Regions from separate parts of the Sus scrofa genome. Here all the other regions are linked to region 1. A link is a contact called in public HiChIP or PLAC-seq data. All regions are on one chromosome and are shown on one strand. The core of a region is the stretch at or near the end of the contact, and the rest is flanking DNA. Distances in the headings are between cores, read along the strand shown.

Evidence for each region. HiChIP or PLAC-seq counts read pairs in DNA pulled down with a chosen protein or histone mark.
Region 2: an H3K27ac HiChIP or PLAC-seq map of alveolar macrophages shows a contact between it and region 1. The contact joins two enhancer-like sites. A contact is called at or near these places in 1 of 5 promoter capture datasets (liver) and 1 of 2 datasets of contacts at active chromatin or transcription factors (alveolar macrophages).
Region 3: a contact with region 1 is called in an H3K27ac HiChIP or PLAC-seq map of alveolar macrophages. The contact joins two enhancer-like sites. A contact is called at or near these places in 1 of 5 promoter capture datasets (fetal liver) and 1 of 2 datasets of contacts at active chromatin or transcription factors (alveolar macrophages).

The regions. Positions count from the first base shown.
Region 1 is chr8:946,056-950,142 of Sscrofa11.1, forward strand. All of the region lies in intron 1 of NSD2 (histone-lysine N-methyltransferase NSD2), which reads left to right. Among named protein-coding and RNA genes, the nearest start is that of NSD2, 9.3 kb to the left of the region's middle. Within about 2 kb of position 2,081, at least 31 of the 83 cell types and tissues checked have an H3K27ac peak or open chromatin away from gene starts, as enhancers often do. A contact at or near this core is called in alveolar macrophages, where this site is marked.
Region 2 is chr8:1,572,582-1,576,668 of Sscrofa11.1, forward strand. No RefSeq gene overlaps it. Among named protein-coding and RNA genes, the nearest start is that of SH3BP2, 8.5 kb to the right of the region's middle. Within about 2 kb of position 2,215, at least 10 of the 83 cell types and tissues checked have an H3K27ac peak or open chromatin away from gene starts, as enhancers often do. A contact at or near this core is called in alveolar macrophages, where this site is marked.
Region 3 is chr8:1,535,216-1,539,302 of Sscrofa11.1, forward strand. TNIP2 (TNFAIP3-interacting protein 2) reads right to left here. Exons shown (of 6, transcript XM_003128825.4): 2 at 2,960-3,247; 3 at 736-825; 4 at 1-246. Among named protein-coding and RNA genes, the nearest start is that of TNIP2, 17 kb to the right of the region's middle. Within about 2 kb of position 1,651, at least 5 of the 83 cell types and tissues checked have an H3K27ac peak or open chromatin away from gene starts, as enhancers often do. A contact at or near this core is called in alveolar macrophages, where this site is marked.

The DNA of each region.
Region 1 (4,087 bases), core at 831-3,330:
AGATTTTTAAAATGAAAACGCCTGTCAGAAATAAGAGCCTTTTGTGGTGTTTTCCTCCAAAGATTTGAGGTCACTGCCGTCAGAGTGAGCTGCTCCTGTGGCCTCGGGCCGCAGGTCTTCCTCCCTCGCTGCCCTGAGTCGGCGCAGCGGCAGACGGAGCCCTGGAGGTGTTTGGTCCTGACCCAGAGGCACGGGCTGGAAGTACTGGGCCTCCTGCAGGGCCCGGCCTCTGCTTCTGGGCTCTGGGGACTTTTCGTCCTCCCCCTCAGGGGACATCTGGACCTCAGACCGTCTATAGGCAGATTGAGGGCGGGCTCTTCTGTCCCGCTGGTCAGCGTGCCAGCACGCCTCCGGCCAGCCCGTCTTCCTTCGTTGAGAACCAGCTGCGTGCCAGTGATGAGCCAAGACCTCCGTCCTCGGTCCCCTGGACTTTGCAGACTGTGAGGGGGACGAGACGGACAGTGGACAGAGTTTGCATCTTGGAAGAACCTGTGAGACAGACACACGTGCCACAGGAGGAAACCTGAAGCTGCTTGAGCCTTGACGCCCCCTGCCCCCAGAACTGGGGGGGGGGGGTCGCTAAACTTCCCCGGGGGGGGCTCCACTGGCGGAGCGTGGCGGGGGGCCAGTGACCAGGTCCCTTCCGCACGGAAAAGGTCGAAGGCGTCTGAGGACGACAAGAGTTTTGAGGCCGGTCCCTCCCTGCACCGGACGGGCCGGCCCATCAGCGACGTGACTGGACGCTGCTGCCGATGGTGGAGACAGTTAGAAGTTGGGACACCAATTCGATTTGTCATTAAGGAATGCTTCTTACTCTTTTTTAGCTGACGTAGTGGTTTGGTTTCGTTTAAAAATGGGTTTTTTTTCTTGGTCTTTTTGCTATTTCTTGGGCCGCTCCCGCGGCATATGGAGGTTCCCAGGCGAGGGGTCGAATCGGAGCTATCGCCCCTGGCCCAAGCCAGAGCCACAGCCACGCAGGATCCAAGCCGTGTCTGCGACTTACATCACAGCTCACGGCAACGCCGGATCCTTAACCCACTGAGCAAGGGCAGGGATCGAACCTGCACCCTCATGGTTCCTAGTCGGATTCGTTAACCACTGAGCCACAACGGGAACTTCTCGTTTAAAAATGTATACCTTCTAGCTATCCGGCATCGCCCTGAGCTGTGGTATAGGTTGCAGACGTGGCTCGGATCCCACGTGGCTGTGGCTCTGGTGTAGGCCAGAGGCTATAGCTCCGATTCGACCCCTAGCCTGGGAACCTACATGTGCCAGGGGAGCGGCCCTAAAAACAAACAAACAAACAAAAGAATTTATACCTGATAGAAATGCGTATAGACTTGGTCAGAGAGGTGCCTCACCACCTGGGACTTGCCTCCCACTCGAGAGTGGTGAGGGAGGGGCACGGGTGTGGCTGGATCAGGCCCAGCCTGGGTGGTGGTGCTGCGGAGACAGGGCACAAGGAGGAGAGCCGGCCTTGAAGGCAGACTGGGCGCGTCTGGTAGATGTGCGGGGTGTCCCTGTCTGGGGGTGGGTGTCTGGGACGCTGTCCCGGCGGGATGGACGCTGGAGCAGAAGGCGGACGGGGCTCGGTAGAGGGTGGCATGGGCATCTGGAGGGACCAGCCTGTGTGGGCACCCGTGATGGGACCGCAGAGGGCTGCTGTGGCGGGAGCCCGGCTGAGGGATCTGTTTGTGAAAACAAGGGCCAGGTCCTTTTCATCCCGGAGGGCTTTCAGCGGGGGCAGGCGCGGTCTGTGGGCTTTGGGAAGCCCCTGTCTCGGCGTCGGCTCTAGGTGGTGATGGGAGCATCGGGGAGAAGGAGGAACTGCTCTTGGGCTTGGAGTCTCTCTGGCTGTCCTGGCTGTGGGTCCGTGTGGGACCGAACGGCCCCGCCCCCTTGACGTTGGGGCGGCCACGTGATTTGCTTTGGACAGTGAGCAGTGACGTGTTGCTTTTGACTGGAAGCTTTGAGAGACGTGTGCTTTATCACGTCCCCTTTTCTGTCTCACGGAAGTGCACAGATATGTACTGTGAGCCAGGATGGCACCGGGTCTGGTGGCTCTCAAAGTCCGGTGTCCAGACTGGCAGCATCCGTCACCTGGGAACACCCTAGCAGTGCACCTGCCAGCCCTGCTGGGTCTTAGCTCTGGGCTGGGGCCCAGCCATCTGCTCCGAAGAGCCCTGCCCAGGGTCCTGGTGTCTGCCCTCCTGCTGCCCCAGGTCTGCTGGAGCCTGGGGTGTGGTCCTGGCTGAGCTGGTGGCTGAGGACAGGAGGGCAGGGCTGGCGAGCTGGGAAGGGCTCTGCTGGGAAACTGCAAAGGGGGAGGCCGCAGTGATGGCCCCTGTGCTTTTTGTCAGACAAAATCAGACAGGTGGGCACGCCATCCTCTGTCCAGACGGTATATATTTTGTAAGCATTTGCACTTTCTTGAGTTTCAGGGTTCAGAAACTGGGAAAAGCCTGTAAAGGAATTTTTAAAATTTCATTGACTCCTTCACTCAAATAGTGCTTTTCTCAGCGAAGCCCACCTTGACCGTCCACTTGTAATTGTGCGTCTGTGCTCTCTGGCCCCTTGTTTGCTGTCAACCCCTCGAGGACAGTTCAGCACGGGGCCCCTCCTGGCCACGTCCGAGAGCGGGCGTGGGGGCTGCGCGGCCTGAACGTGGCTGGGCACGGAGTGGTGCTGAGGCCCTGCTTCTCCTGGGTTGGAGCTCTTCTCTTGGGTGGAGTCGGACTTCAGGCAACTTCCTCTTCCTCGGCCCTGCCGGGCGCAGGGAGGGGTCACACCGAGAGTGTCCGCTTTTCCTCCCTTTTCTTCTGCAGCTGAAATCGCCTACTTGCTTTGTAGAAGATGAGTTGCTTTTATGTAGCATGTTGACAGTTTATTGGGTTCTTGTCTGTTGCGTCTGAAGTCTGTATTTAAAACGTTTATTTCTTTAAAATTCAGCGGCTTATAACTTCTTCGAAAAAAACATTGGTGGTTCTTGTTTGTCCAGTGTCTGCCACGGAGGCCAGGCCTGTGCGCGTTTCTCAGACCCCAGGCTGCTCTGGCTGCTTTAGGGACCGTTGTGAGTTCGATCCCGTCTGTAGAGGGCGCACACCCCATAGGTGGTTACCCGCTCAGCTTCCTTGGGAGGGGACCCTGTTCATTTTCGTTGGTCGATAAACTTCTGAGGTAGAAGACGTGTGTGTCTAGGTGGCGCATTAGAAATGGAGTGAGTGTTGATGGGCCCCTGCCCTGACTTACACGTCTGCCTCTGGAGACTCCAGGGTGACTCGGGGGAGCTGGGCACCGCAGCGTGTGAAGGGCCCACACTGCGTGTCGGGGGGCCGGGTCCTGTTCTTGACTGTGCCCTCTTTGGGGTTGCCCTTGTCTCCTGGGAGCCATCACAGCTTCTTTTCTCTGCTAGTGGCCAGAGGTCTCGGAGCTGGTACTTCATCTGGTGCCCTGATCCTGGTACCGTCTCACCTCTCCCCACCTTTGAGAGTTTCCAGCACAGTAATGATGTAGCAGAAACTGAGGTATGGGTTCCAGTGTAGAGTTTGTAGAAATCTTACTTTCAAGAGTATGCAGTTTCTTGACACATCATCAAGGCAAAAGAGAAAGCTTAATTACTGTTAGTTTTACAATCAGAAAATACATTTTATGAAACATTTGACCAGGAAAGTGGAAGGAAATTTAGGTAACTGTAATCTTATCAACCAAACATTTAGGTGTATTTCCCATTTATCTTTTTTTTTTTTTTTTTTGTCTTTTGTCTTTTGTTGTTGTTGTTGTTGCCATTTCTTGGGCCGCTCCCGCGGCATATGGAGGTTCCCAGGCTAGGGGTTGAATCGGAGCTGTAGCCACCGGCCTACGCCAGAGCCACAGCAACGCGGGATCCGAGCCGCGTCTGCAATCTACACCACAGCTCACAGCAACGCCGGATCGTTAACCCACTGAGCAAGGGCAGGGACCGAACCCGCAACCTCATGGTTGCTCGTCGGATTCGTTAACCACTGCGCCACGACGGGAACTCCCATTTATCTTTTTTGCTCGTTGAACTGAATGCTGTGCCCTAAAAACGGCTTCCTCTGTGAGGGTC
Region 2 (4,087 bases), core at 965-3,464, 630 kb after region 1:
TTGGCTGATATTTAAGATGTCAACTGATAATCAAGCTGTTATCTCTCAACACAGGTGGTGAGTGACAGCAAAATGTTATCTTTAAGATGTTTGATGTTAAAGCTTAAAGCTGATTGGAGTTATTTATAACAAAGAGCTGTTTTTGTTTTTGTTTTTGCTTTTTTAGGGCCGCACCTGTAGCACATGGAAGTTCCCATGCCAGGGATCGAATCAGAGCTACAGCTGCTGGCCACAGCCATAGCGACGTGTGATCCAAGCCGCGTCTGTGACCCTGAAACCTACACCACAGCTCACGGCAACCTCAAAAAATGGGCAGAAGATCTAAACAGACACTTCTCCAAAGAAGACATACGGATGGCCAAAAAACACATGAAAAGATGTTCAACATCACTCATGATTAGAGAAATGCACATCAAAACCACTATGAGGTATCACCTTACACCAGCCAGAATGGCCATCATCACAAAGTCTGCAAACGATAAGTGCTGGAGAGGGTGTGGAGAAGAAGGAACCCTATTACGCTGTTGGTGGGATTGTAAATTGGTGCAACCGCTGTGGAAACAGTACGGAGTTTCCTCAGAAAACTAAACACAGAACTACCATTGGATCCAGCAATCCCACTCCTGGGCATCTATCCAGCGAAAACCACGACTCAAAAAGATACATGTGCCCCAGTGTTCACTGCAGCACTATTTGCAATAGCCAAGACATGGAAACAACCTAAATGTCCATCGACAGAGGACTGGATAAAGAAGCTATGTACATACACACAATGGAATATGACTCAGCCAATAAAAGGAAAGAAATAATGGCATTTTTAGCAACACGGATGCACCTAGAAATTATGCTAAGTGAAGTCAGCTATACAATGAGACACCAATATCAAAGGCTTTCACTGACATGTGGAATCTGAAAAAAGGGCACAATGAACTTCTTTGCAGAACAGATCCTGACTCACAGACTTGGAAAAACTCATGGTTTCCAAAGGAGACAGCTTGGGGGGTGGGGGGATGTGCTGGGGTTGTGGGATGGAAATGCTGTAAAATCGGGGTGTGATGATCATGGTACCCCTCTAAATGTAATACATTCATTGAGTAAAAAAGATAAATAAATAATAAATAACATAAGCATAAAATAAAATACACGTTTGAGAAAGAAAAAGAAACAGTGGGAAAGACTTCAGGGAAACCTCGGTTTCCAAACCGAAAGCATCCACTAAACGCTCAGATCCAAGCGTGCAAGTAGATGCGCCGGACAGGCACCTCCCAGGGGAGTTTCACGGGGAAGCAAGCTCGGGGTGCCTAGGGTCGGAGCGGCTTCAGACGCCCGGAAGCTGGAAGACAACGGGCCAAAGCTCCCTGTTCTGGAGTGAAATGCTGCTAAGCCAGAATTCCACACTCAGCCACACTATTCCTCAGGAGTGAGGGTAGAACACAGGCATTTTCAGGATGATAAGGGCTCCAAAAATGGACAGCCCTGCATCTCTCAGGAAGCTCCTTGGCGTGGTCCACCAGATCGAGGGAGGAAGAAGAAAGAGGAAGTCCGGGGGATGCAGGAAGCTGCCGAGCTGCAGCAGAGAGAACGACTTAGGGGACGTTGGGGTGCGGGTGAGGCGGTGCCCAAGTCCCGGCTGTGCCCCAGCGTAGAAAGAGGTCCAGGTCGAGGTGATGGGAGACTTGATACACCGCGGTGCCTCGGGGGAGGTTTGGACATTTGGCAGAACTTGCAGCTGAATGCGTATTGAGAAATAAGCAACATAAAAAAGATGACAGGAACTCCGGGGGAAACAAGAGGTTGAGCAAGAAAGGAAAAGTCATCAGGATACATTAGGTGGTTCAGACACGAACAGCGTTTGCGGGGATCGGTCAGGGTGACGTCAGCCGTGAGCGGACGGAAACAAGGCGAAGGTGTGATCAGCCCGCAGGTCAGCAAGTCGCAATCGCAGCGTGCGGTTTGGGGGAGACCGAGGTGAAACAAACAGAGTGAGTTGCAAGTTGCCATGGAAAATGCTGGAAAACGAGGGACGGGGAACCACTGTGTTTTGTAAGAAGGCCTGTAAAACGAACTCCTTAAATCATAAGCATACCGGGCTCTGAGGGAAGGAGAAACTAAATGCAAAACACAAAGGAGTTACATCCCCAGTGTTACTTGGTTGGCAAATCAGCAGGATGTGAACCCGTGCCTCAGGGTCAACTCAGCTTTCTGCAGCCCTGGAAAGAGTGAGTGGCCCTCCTTCCAAGAGGAACAAAGCGCTGCTTCTTCCTGCTGTTGGATATTGATGTGCCATGTGAGAGTTTTAGCTTCAAAAAGCAAAAAAATGCCGTATCATTGTTCCGATTGGTATTTATTTAATTACTGTGAGGTAGAACATGTGTAAACTTGTCTGATGGGTCACAGAGAGTTCTTAGGAATTGCTATTGGTGCCTTTTTTTTTTTTTTTTTTTTTTTTTGCTTTTTAGGGCCCCGCCAGCGGCATATAGAGGTTCAGGCCAGGGGTCCAATTGGAGCTACAGCTGCTGGCCTACACCACAGCCACAGCCACGCCAGATCCAAGCCCACGTCTGTGACCTACACCTTCGCTCACAGTAACACTGGATCCTTAATCCACCGAGCAAGGCCAGGGATCAAACCCACAACCTCATGGTTCCTCGTCAGATTTGTTTCCGCTGAGCCATGGCAGGAACTCCTGTGCCTATTTTCAAATAAAGGTAGAAACTTGTGACTAGCCTGTGAAGTTGCTGTTTGTATCTAGCACTGGTTAAGGCGTGCACTTTGCAGGGTCTTCCTTCCCAGTTTGTAGTCTCCTTTCTGTTTTGCTTACAGTGGTTTTGACATGCGCCTTTTAGGAGTGACTTTTATGTTACTGTATCTACTGGCTCTTTCCTTTATATACTCAGAAAACCCTGGTCATTTTCCCTTCAGTATTGTACCTGGAAATCCTGCCCCATCTCCATAGTATCTAAACTAATCATCTAAACTTTTTTTTTTTTTTTTTAAAGAGCCGCATTTGCAGCATATGGAAGTTCCCATCTAGGGGTTGAACAAGAGCTGCGGCTGCCGGCCTGCACCCCAGCTCACATCAACACCAGAACCTTAACCCACTGAGTGAGGCCAGGGATCGACCCTATAACCTCATGGATCCTAGTCGGATTCATTAACTGCTTAGCTACAAAGAGAACTCCCATCTAAACTTTCTTTTATTTATTTACGTATTTATTTTTTAATTTATATAATGATTTTTATTTTTTTCCATTATAGCTGGTTGACAGTCTTCTGTCAATTTTCTCCTGTACAGCATGGTGACCCAGTTACATATACATGCATAGATTCTTTTTTCTCACATTATCATGCTCCATCATAAGTGACTAGACATAGTTCCCAGTGCTACACAGCAGGATAAACTTTAATTTTTTTTTTTTTTTAATGGCTGCAATGACAGCATATGGAAGTTCCCAGGCTAGGAGTCGAATTAGAGCTGGAGCTGCCGCCCTACACCACAGCCACAGCAATGCTAGATCGAGCCACATCTGCAGTCTACACTGCAACTTGTGGCAACACCGGACCCTTAACCCACCGAACAAGGCCAGGGATCAAACCCACATCCTCAGGGACATGAAGCCAAGTTCTTAACCTGCTGAGTCACAACGGGAACTCCCGGGTTTTTTTTTAATTTTTGTTTTTTTCATATTTTAAGCCTTTGATCTGGCTGAAACTTCTGTGGACCAAAGACATGAGGTAGGGTCTCTTTCTCCATTTAATGATCACCCAGGCATTCCAACACTATTTCCAAATGAGTCGAGACAAACAAACAACACCTCGCCCTTAATTTTTTGCAGTATGAAACAGGAAAAAAAAAAAAAAAAAGAAGGCAACCTCGTCTCTCTGGTTCCATGGGCGCCCAAGGCAGGCTCTGCGGCCAGCCTTCCTGGGCTTGGAGCCCAGCCCCCACTGGGGGCGTCCCTTCGGAGTCCAGGGAAGGGTAGGGCTTCGCCCCTCCGATTGGGCCCAGTTCCGCTTCCCAGGAGCCCCCGGCCCCGCTCCTCCCCCTCCGGAGCTGATTCCGGCTTCCTGGTGGGGCCGAAACCTG
Region 3 (4,087 bases), core at 401-2,900, 590 kb after region 1:
CCGCTCCAGCGCCGCGTCCCGGGCCCTCCTCGCGGACGCCAGCTCCTGCTTCGCCTCCGCGCAGGCGTCCACCTTCTCCTCCAGCTGTCTGTTGAGCCGGGCGATCTCCTTCTGCAGGCGCTCGGGCGAGGAGGGGCTCTCAGGCTCAAGCGGGGCCTGCAGCCCCCTCAGCTGTGCGTGGAGCCCCCTCACGTACTCGTCCCTGCTGGCATCGTAGCGCTGCCACCTGGCATTGAGGTCTTCCACCTGAGCAGCCCAAGAGCTCCACGTGAAGGCGGCGGAGACGCCGGCTCCCGGGCCGCCCTCAGCTCTGAATGACGCTCCGCAGCATCCACCTGACACCACTGAGCGGGGGAGCGCCCCATAAACAGAGCCCCTCCCTGGGCTGAGAGAGGGGAGAGCAGGGCCACAGCCAAAGCTGGGACGTGGTTACGGTGGCCGCGAGCCACCGCCTTAGACAGAAGGGGACTGGCGGCACTTTTCCTGCCGTAGAAGCTGCACTTGGCAGTACCTCCTGGACCTCGTTTATGGATGCCCAGGATGAGGCGGCGTGGAGGCCGACCAGGCGTGCCCTACACAGCCTTTCAGGCAGAAAGGCGGGTGCTTCGGGCTGCACGCATCAGCCACAGTGGCCCGAGGGCAGGGCAAGCCCTGGGCACAGCCGAGGAGAGGACCCGCACCTGCGGCTACGGAAACCTCAGAAGGCCCCCCCAAGGAAACCCTGCAGACACTCACGTGCGTGACCTTCTGCTTTAACAGTCGATTCTCCTCCTGTAACTTCTCGACAACAGCCTGGACAGAGGCGTCCCCACTTGCACACTCTGTCTGAGTTAAGAAAAGGAGAGCAGACAGTGTCACCAAGCGGGACTGTCGTGTGGAAAGAAGGGAGGAAGCCATCCTGGAGGCGGCCGTCACAGACAGTCACGGCATCCACGACACAGCAGACAGCGGCCGCTCAGTCACCAGAGAAGCTAGACGGGGACAGGAGAGGACGGGCCACTTCCCGGAGGTGGGGGACAGGTGTCGCCCTTGCCCTGCCCAAGCCCACACCACACTGGGGCCAAGCCACACACAGTGTCCTCACGGCCTGAGAATAGCCACCATCACGGGCGTCGAGAGGTCAGCACGCTTCATCTCACTGTACACCAGAGAACATTCCAGCCCTGGGCCGCGCAGGTGCCAGGAGCAGGCCTAGCCAGGGACCCACAACACAGACCGTCAGGTCCACCTCAGTGATTCTGCACAGAGAAATCTGACCTGGGCCTCACGCAGGGTCAGGAAATTCATGCCTAGAAAGCTACGATGGGGAACAGAACTAAGCAAAAAGGCTCATGAAAAGTCCATCCGAATCCTAGAAATTGAGTGCGTTCAGCCGCACAGTGGCCGGAGGGGGGCAGGGACTGGGGGTGGGGCGCGCACAGAACACTCTCCCCGATGTTCTGTGAATCCGGAAGAGCGTGCATGTGCACATGTACAACTGAACCACTTGGCTGTACAGAAGCTACCACAACCTTGTAAATCGCCGATACTGGAATAAAACTTTAAAAGATTAAAAGCAACAACAAAAACCCCAGCACAGTGGGGTGTCTGTGGGTGACATTATTTTTGAGAATTCCCCCTGAACGACAGCGGAACTACATGACCTAACCCGGGGGCACCGGGAAACCCCGGGTGACTCAGCCGAGTCTAGGACTGAGAAATGACGCTGGTTTAGAGACTGGTAAGAGCCGCCCCGGAGGCCTCCTGTGGCACAGCCGGTTAAGGATCCAGCACTACCACACAGTGGCTTCGGTCACTGCTGTGGTGCGAGTTCGAGCCCTCGCCTGGGAGCCTCCACACACCAAGGGAGCAGCCAAAAAAAAAAGCACCGACCCCACACACCTGCCCAGGTCAACCTTGTGTGTGTGGCTGCTTTCAAATCCTCAGAGGGAAATGACACAGTGACTCAAAATCAGGCGAGAACACAGCCTCCTCCCAGAAAGCACTCTGGTTTCTGAAATACGCTGTGTTCTCTCCGAGGTTCCCTTTCCGTGGAATCCACCCGGCTGAGACGGGCAGTTCTCAGAGCGAGGGTCTCCCCAGCGGGCTCGCCAGTGAAGCTGCTGCTGGGACATCACGGAGGGCATTTCTGAGTCAACCCTGTCACAGCCTCAGAGAAGCTCCTGGAAAGGACCAGCGGGAGGGTAATCCGGGTGGGGTGGGCACCAGTGCCTGTCCCCCATGTGTCCCACAGCCTTGCCCCGTCCTCCCAACACCCCCAGGAGCCCCTGGTTCTGTGGTACAGATTTCCTAACACTGAAACCTGCACTGTCCCCTCCCCCAGTAGACCCCACACACAGCCACGGCCCAAATCCAAGCTGTCGTGGAAGCCCACCTGCCACCGGGCCCCACTGGCCCCTATCCCCACACCGCCCTCTCCCACTGCACCGCTCCTGGCCAGCGCTCAGGGGCCCTATGTCCTCACTTCACTGACTGGAGAACAACCCGGGCTCCTGATGGTGGCAGGCCACTGCCAGTGTGGACCAGCCCAGAAGCCAGCTTCGCAACCACAACTGCAGCCCTGGAGGAGGCCCTGGCGGGACCAGCCCCACCTAGCTGTGCTCACTGCGCCCGCTGTCTCTGCACAGCCTCATCTGCTTGGTGCACCTGCCCTGGCTCTGCCGCTTGGCCCTCAGCTAAGGGTGATGAAGCCAAAGTGCCACCTCCCTGCCACGGCCCAGGCTCAACTGCAGGTGTGGGTGGGTGGCTGCTGAGGCCTCCTGCTTTCCTACTGTGTTCTGCACTGTCCACCATTCTAGAAGAAATCTCTGAAGGGCAAGGCTTTGCCAACAACTGCCCCACACCACTGAGAACAGAAATGGGTTCCAGTGCCCAATCTCTATGACCGCAGAGGGACTCCAAGGTGCAAGGCAAATGCCACCCTGAGGTCTTTGGCGCAATTCGCTTGCACCCAGCCTACCTCAGGGCCCCTCTCCCCTACGTCCCCCTGTGCACGCTGGCGTTCATCCAGACACTTGGCCAGATGCTGGCACATGTGGGCAGTGGCGGCCAGAGTCCTCCGCAGCTGATGGGTCTCATCGGCCAAGGAGCGGCACAGGATGTCGCTGGCGGCCCGGGCCCGCTCCTTCTCTGCCACGCTTCTTCTCAGCAGGGCCACTTCCTTCTCCCGCTCGTGCTCTGGCTGGTTCATCAGCTGCTGTGTCTCCCTCTCTTTTTCTTCTAGTTGCTCAGAAAGTCTCTCAATTTCCTAAGTGGAGAATTGAAAAGCACAGTTTGAGTAAAAGAAGATTAGAAACGAATGTTCATAAAGCAAAAGAAAATCTGGCACAGGCACCCATCAGGTAACCAACACGCTCTTTGGAGGTTGGCTTCTGAGCTAATAATTAACTTTGGAGTTTTTGGCCTATAAAGTTCTATGTGAAACTTCAGCTAAAAGTCTGTTTTCATGAGCAAACTCACAATTTCAGATTTTACATCATCAGATTACTAAGTGTGGCAACTCCAAACACTTCTTGACAGGAAAGGCAGAAACCCCACTGCAGTGGGCAGCCCCCAAAAGATACACCCACGTCCTAACCCTGGTACTTGAGGCTGTGACTAAACTTAGATACAGGGCCCTTGAAGATGGAATGAGTTAAGATGAAGTCAGACTGGATCTGAATGGACCCTAAGCTAATGAGGTAGGTATGTCCTCCTAAGAAGGAAGCTTGGACACAGACACAGAAGGAGGCCGTGTGAGGGCAAAGGCAGAGTCTGGAGTGATGTGTGCACAAGCCAAGGACACGAAGGATGCTGCCAGACCTGACAGAGGCAGGGAAGGGCCCCCCTGGAGCCTAAGGGGGCATGCGGCTCTGCTGACAACACCCTCATTTCGGGCTTCTGCCTCTAGAACAGTGAAAGATTGTTTCTGTTGTTCTAAGCCACCCAGTTACAGCAGTTCTAGGAAACTAACATACCTGATCCCAACTTTTCTTTCAAGTCCTTAAAATTACAATTGCTTTAAACCCTGCCTTAATTTTGTGCTTTCCCATTTTCTTTCTTTTTTTGCTTTTTAGGGCCACACCCACGGCATATGGAGGTTCCCACA